Linked DNA regions of Mus musculus: region 1 is linked to region 2. The links are chromatin contacts, called in public Hi-C maps. All regions are on one chromosome and are shown on one strand. Each heading gives the region's core, a stretch centred on a gene start, on an enhancer-like site or on the middle of the called end of the contact. The rest is flanking DNA. Distances are from core to core; before and after follow the strand shown. Region 1 overlaps Acsl3 (acyl-CoA synthetase long-chain family member 3). Region 2 overlaps Mogat1 (monoacylglycerol O-acyltransferase 1).

Region 1 (2,762 bases), core at 190-2,689, 170 kb after region 2:
GTAAGTGTCCTGAGTGACAGAGTTGGGGAAATAAGTTCTTATGCTGCCTCAGTACCTCTGCACAGGGAGGCTTTGCAGACCCAGTCAGCTGCAAGGGCATAAGTAGTAGCTCCCTACAGTCCTCTCTTCTGTCCTGACCTGCAGCTTGGCCATGCTTCCTGCTGGCCTGGCTCACCACAACCTCACAGCCCAGGATATCATAGGCAGCAGGGAATGGAAGTGTAAATTTAGAAGCCTAGAGGTGTATTGGGAACTGATGGAATCTGAGATTAGACCTGACTGCATTTCTGTAATAGTAAGTGAAGTAACTTAATCGTATGACCAGTAATCACAGTCACATGTCTGTGCACAAGGCTAGTAACCTGTCTGTAGCAGCTGACATAGTCATGGGTGTCGTAGGACAATCAACTTAGAAGAGGACTTTGGGCTGCATCCTGGGAGGTAGAGCTTCCGGTGGAATAGTTGTCTTCTGAAATAATTAGAACCAGAAATGTTTCAGAGACTGGATTTTGTTGTTTTGTGAGTTCTCGCTATATAGTCCTGGCTGTCCTGGAACTCACTCTGGACTGGGCCACCCTTGAACTACCTGCCTCTGCCTCCCAAGTGCCGCTGGAATTAAAGGCATGCAACTATTATGTCCTTTCTAAGATGGTGGGATTTTTGAAATATGTGCTTAGACTCGACCAGTTAGCACCCTGTACATGGACGCATCAGTGACTGCGCTTTAAAAAGCCATTTGTTTTCTTCAGCTTTGCTCTAGAGATGGGTTTTATTTACTTAAGAATAACTCCAAGTGTCCTTTTCTTGTCACGGTGCTGTCATTTCCTCAGGGTTAGGCTGGTCCTGAATTCATGGCAATCCTCCTGCCTGTCTATTGTGGGGTCCACAGGCTCTCTGTCCAGCAATTATGCTGTTCTGCATTTCTCAAAATAGTGCCTGTCTTTGTGCATACTAAGTTCCTTTGATGATACAATTCTTCCAATAGCATTGTTACAGGCTACCCTTGAACTTAAGACATCCGTCTGCCTTCTGAGTGCTGGGATTAAACCTGGCTCATCACATGATTTAAACTTGCTGCTACAATTCTGTAGAAAGATAGTTTACAGGTTTTACTCTTCTTACCTCGATTCCACGAATTTACTAATCATTTCAAAGATAAATGAAAAAATGAAAACGTTCTTTAAAAGTGTATATTTCTACTTATAGTAGTTAGACACTTAGAATTTCTCAGGTTGCGGTTTGTTTGCAATGAACTCTGCCAGAGCTCTCAAATGTACTGTGACTAAGTGGTCAGAGGCATTGCATGAGATAAATATGACATGTGATTTTTATGGATGTTTGTGGGTTTTCCAGTAATAAAGAGTTGGCTATAGAGTGCTAAGACGATTAGTAAGCGCAGTACGTGTTAACTTTGGTCCTTGACTAAGTTATCCTTTGTGTGTTTCAGCTACCATTCTTACGTAATTGGGTTTGTTGTGCCAAATCAAAAGGAACTTACAGAGCTAGCTAGAACAAAAGGATTTAAAGGAACTTGGGAAGAGCTGTGTAACAGCAGCGAGATGGAAAATGAGGTCCTTAAAGTGCTTTCTGAAGCTGCTATTTCAGGTGAGTATGCTGGCAAGCCAGTCCATAGAAGTGAGATGGAAAAAATGTCCTCGTCTATGAAACAGTTAGCTTAAAAGGGCTGGAATGCATCCATTCCTGCCTGTAAACGGTTTCCACCGTGCAAGCCCTTCTGTAGAGCATGCAGTATCTTCTAAACTGAGTTTAAAATAAACATTTTAAAAATTTGAGGTGTTCTTTTAAATTGTATGCATGGCACTATTATAATAGTTATATAATATGGAATTTACCAGTGTCTTAGTTATTTTTCCTGTCTCCTGCTAAAAGCACTTGGACTTAAGGGAGAGAGACTTTTGGCTCACAGTTCAGGCTACAGTCCTTGACGGTGGGAAGCTCAGGGTGGCAGAAAGCTTGAGGAAGCTGGTCAGTCACATTTATCCATTTTCCTGCAAATATCTCATTCTCCTTGAAGTAAAACTCCTCCCTCTCAGATTCCAGTCCCTGGACTGCACGGGGTAGTGTGGTGTGTGTCCTGGCCCAGTGAGTCTATGCTCTCTCGCCTGTCTTGCTAGTGCTGTGTGCTGTCCTTTTGTAGCTTGATCATGGGTTGGATCCCCATGTAAATGAGTTGTTTTAATGGCAGAACTGCTTTCTGTATATCTTACACCTATATCATTTATTTAATTTATTCTCCTATGGATAAATAATTTGTTAAATGTTTTTTGCTATTATAGTTCTCATATTTCAAAAACATATCTTTGAATATCAAGAGTGGGCCTGATGCTATTGGGGTTGCTTGTTCTGTTGGGTACTTGGTGGGCGGGCCTCAAAGAGCACCCGTTTGCTGAGAACTTTGACTTCATCTCTTGTGGGTGTGGGTTTTTAGTGTTGTGTTTTCTTCATTTCAGCAAGTCTGGAAAAGTTTGAAATTCCACTAAAAATACGTTTGAGCCCTGACCCATGGACTCCCGAAACTGGTCTGGTGACAGATGCCTTCAAGTTGAAACGTAAAGAGCTTAAAACACACTACCAGGCAGACATTGAGCGGATGTATGGAAGAAAATAATTAGTTTTGGCATTGGTTTGCTACAGCGAGCTCAGATCAAATAGGAAAATACTTGAAATGTATGTCTCGGGCCGAGGCAAACTCCATTCCTCATATTAAATCCCGGCTGTTACTTCTCACTACGTCACCATTT
Region 2 (2,991 bases), core at 310-2,809:
TCCACAGTCCCCACTTCACCGTCCCGTTGACCTCTCTCCCTGAGGTAGTCTCACTAAAAACTACAGCTATTTCTAAAAGACTACAAGTTTACTGGTCCGTCTGTGTACAGATTTCTCAGATTTCCTTCCTCAAAGGTCACAACTGCGAGGAAGCTTTATAGAACAAGTTGTATTCTCCCATCCCTTGCCCAGGAAACTTTAGGGCAGAGAGAAAACTAAGATGGGTCCAGCCTGCTCACTATGTAGCCAAGGTTGCCCGGGAACTCCCAGCCTTCCTGCCTTCACCTCCTGAGTGCTGAAACTACAGGTATGTGCCAGCACTGGCTTGTTTCCTCCAGTTCTCTCTAATGTGTGTCAAAGGACTGGTGTCTACTGTGCATAAATCAGACTTCGTAAAGATCGAAGGAAACTGCCCTCGAGTGTTTGGAGGCTCGGTCTAGTGAAACACTCAGCAATTAGGGAGTGTCAGTCCTTCCTTCTGTGCCTCTCAACTCCCATATTCATGGTCTTTATCACTTGCTGCCTCTTTATTCCTTCACGATTGCTTAGGTTTTTAAAAAATAACCACCTTCCATTACTGGCACAGGTTCGCTCTGTATGTAGCTTGAAGAAAGACAAAGGAACCCACCCCCACCCGACTCCCCTTTGCGTACTGCATCCCCCCACCCCCACCCCCCTACAGCGGCGCTCACAGTCCTCATGCCCAAGCGAATGACTTCAGAAGGAGTAGTTTGCTTCAAGGTTTGAAGTTAACCACCCGGCTCATCCTGGCCTTGGGCGCATAGCAACACCAGGCCAGCAGGGGGTGCAGTGTATACAGGCCGTCAAAGACTTGTATTTCTGAATTTCCAAATTCTGAGATTGTTATGTAAACGTCTTTTAAAATATGTACAGAAGCCGCCAGATTTATTTACAACCAATAGGTATTTTTGTAATTATACAGATGAAACAGATACTTTTGGGGGGGGGGAACATTCATACGATACAGGTAAAATAAATGTGCTGTTCCCCACCCCTGACCCAATCCCCAAAGGAAAATGTTGATCTTGCCAGGTTTTTCTTGTACACTGAAAATATTGGTGCACCTAGAAATTTATTTTTTTATAGATGGGATCACACTTCATTTTGCAACTTTTCTTAGACATTTTAGGCACTGTGTGTGCCACGTTATTTGTTATTTCTTTTTTTAAAAAAGATAGCTGCCTAAGATTCCGGTGAATAACTGGAATGTAGCTCAGCCTATGTAACTGTTTTCCTAATGAGCTGTGGTTGCTTTCAGTTTTGTGACTAGATGACTTTCTCGCACAGAGACTTCGCTGTAAGTAAGTGACATTTTCAATTGTTCTGAAAGATATTTTTTAAAAAGTCATAATAGAGGATGTCACGTGACCTGAACATTTCACAGTCAGTCACAATAAGAACCCTGTGGTCTTGCTTGTCAGCTGTGCCCAGGGGAGAATGAGAGTGACGTGGCTCGCAGCAACGCCTACTCTGCGCACAGCTGCAGTCGGCACAGCAGCGCATTTGACTCAGAAGTCAAACCACAGAATGACAGCTCAGTGTCTGCTGAGAAGGGAAACTCTTTATTTGTTGTCGAGTGGGATGGTGTGACTGAGGTAGGCAGCCAGTGAGCTGAGGAGAGGACTGGAGCCAGCGGGCTGGAGGGAAGCCGATTGGCAGCCCAGCGCTCAGCTGCCCACGGGAGACCCAGGCTGCGGGTGGAGTGGTGGCTGTCCTCAGGGATGACACGTGCTCTGTTTTCCACAGTTGGCCGCCCCATCCCTGTTCAGCAGACTCTGAACCCGACCTCAGAGCAGATTGAAGAGCTGCATCAGACATACCTAGAGGAGCTAAAGAAACTGTTCAATGAACACAAAGGGAAATATGGGATTCCGGAGCACGAAACTCTGGTATTTAAATAACCTCCTTCCTCCAAGGCATAAGAAAGGAAGGCAAGAAAGCATCGTTGAGAAAATAAATAAATAATTTCTCTGGTTTTTGTTTTGTTTTTGTTTTTTGTTTGTTTGTTTTGACTCTAGAATCAAGTTGCAGCTGAAAAGAATTAGTGGTGAAGACCACTGCTGTTATTTTATACTGTGATAAATAAAAATACAGGAAAATGGAGGTCTGGGGTTATGACCAAGTGGTACAATGCTTACCTACCATGGGTAAGGCTCCAAGGTTGGTTCATAACAGTGGAAAATAAAAATACACTAGATGATTATAGCACAGGATTGAAGATGACTAAGACTTAAAAATCTTCTGAATTTAGGGAGACTATATCATTCTTCAGGTTCCTAAAAGTCTTAGAATTACTCATGCGCTCAGAGCAAAAGCAAAATACCAACTTCAAAGCGCCTCTAGACACTAACTGAGCAATTCTGTGGCTTAGGGTGGTATCGTCACTGAGCAGGGCAGCTGTTGTTTGGCACAGCTGGATATTTAGAGACTGTGTAACTTGGCTTACAGAAAGCTGGAGAGACAGGGCTCTTACGTAAACAGAACATTTGTCACCGAATCATGTCAGTTGTATACTGGGTAACCTAGGTCTTTCAGGTCACATCAATGCATTTTTTTTCTTAAATCAGTGCAGAATTGTTTTGCCATTTTTGAAGCAGGATGAGTCTGCCACTTGGAATCCCATAGGAATGGCCAGAGTCGTTTCGCTTTACACTCAGAAATGGGTGTATTTGCAGTGGCAAGGCAAGTCTTTTTGGAAGATAGCATCGCCCTGTTTTAGGATGCATTGTAGGGTGCTGGAGATGTGGTATGCAACAGGAACACTTGTAATCTTCTCCCCCAAGAGCCTTTTCACTTAATACAGAGTCGGGGCTTCTCTGCTTGCTGGTCTCTCCCTGGTGCCTGGCACAGCTTGGGGCGATCCCAGGGCATAAAATATGTACTTGCCCAGTGGGTGGAACAAATAACATTGCTATAATGTGAAGCTTCTCCTAAAGCTATTCCATAGTAATAGGACCTGTTACAAGCCAG

What was found. A called contact is a pair of places that touch in the nucleus more often than the background predicts.
Region 1: a contact with region 2 is called in a Hi-C map of the C2C12 cell line, with 5 times the contacts expected there. The contact joins two enhancer-like sites. A contact is called at or near these places in 1 of 39 promoter capture datasets (the C10 cell line), 3 of 15 datasets of contacts at CTCF or cohesin (large pre-B cells, pro-B cells and stem cell-derived epiblast-like cells), 43 of 484 Hi-C or Micro-C datasets (the 63-12 cell line, the AtT-20 cell line, B cells and 29 more), 7 of 115 datasets of contacts at active chromatin or transcription factors (a beta-TC-6 cell line, double positive thymocytes, embryonic stem cells and 3 more) and 4 of 9 other capture datasets (adipose tissue, embryonic stem cells, liver and 1 more).

What each region holds. Positions count from the first base shown.
Region 1 is chr1:78,703,787-78,706,548 of GRCm38.p6, forward strand. It overlaps Acsl3 (acyl-CoA synthetase long-chain family member 3), which reads left to right. Exons shown (of 15, transcript NM_001033606.2): 14 at 1,448-1,605; 15 at 2,472-2,762. The coding sequence ends at 2,629. Among named protein-coding and RNA genes, the nearest start is that of Gm38631, 15 kb to the right of the region's middle. Within about 2 kb of position 1,440, at least 9 of the 459 cell types and tissues checked have an H3K27ac peak or open chromatin away from gene starts, as enhancers often do. A contact at or near this core is called in the C2C12 cell line and muscle stem cells, where this site is marked.
Region 2 is chr1:78,536,177-78,539,167 of GRCm38.p6, forward strand. It overlaps Mogat1 (monoacylglycerol O-acyltransferase 1), which reads left to right. Exons shown (of 7, transcript NM_026713.3): 7 at 1,768-1,997. The coding sequence ends at 1,922. Among named protein-coding and RNA genes, the nearest start is that of Mogat1, 27 kb to the left of the region's middle. Within about 2 kb of position 1,560, at least 301 of the 459 cell types and tissues checked have an H3K27ac peak or open chromatin away from gene starts, as enhancers often do. A contact at or near this core is called in the C2C12 cell line and muscle stem cells, where this site is marked.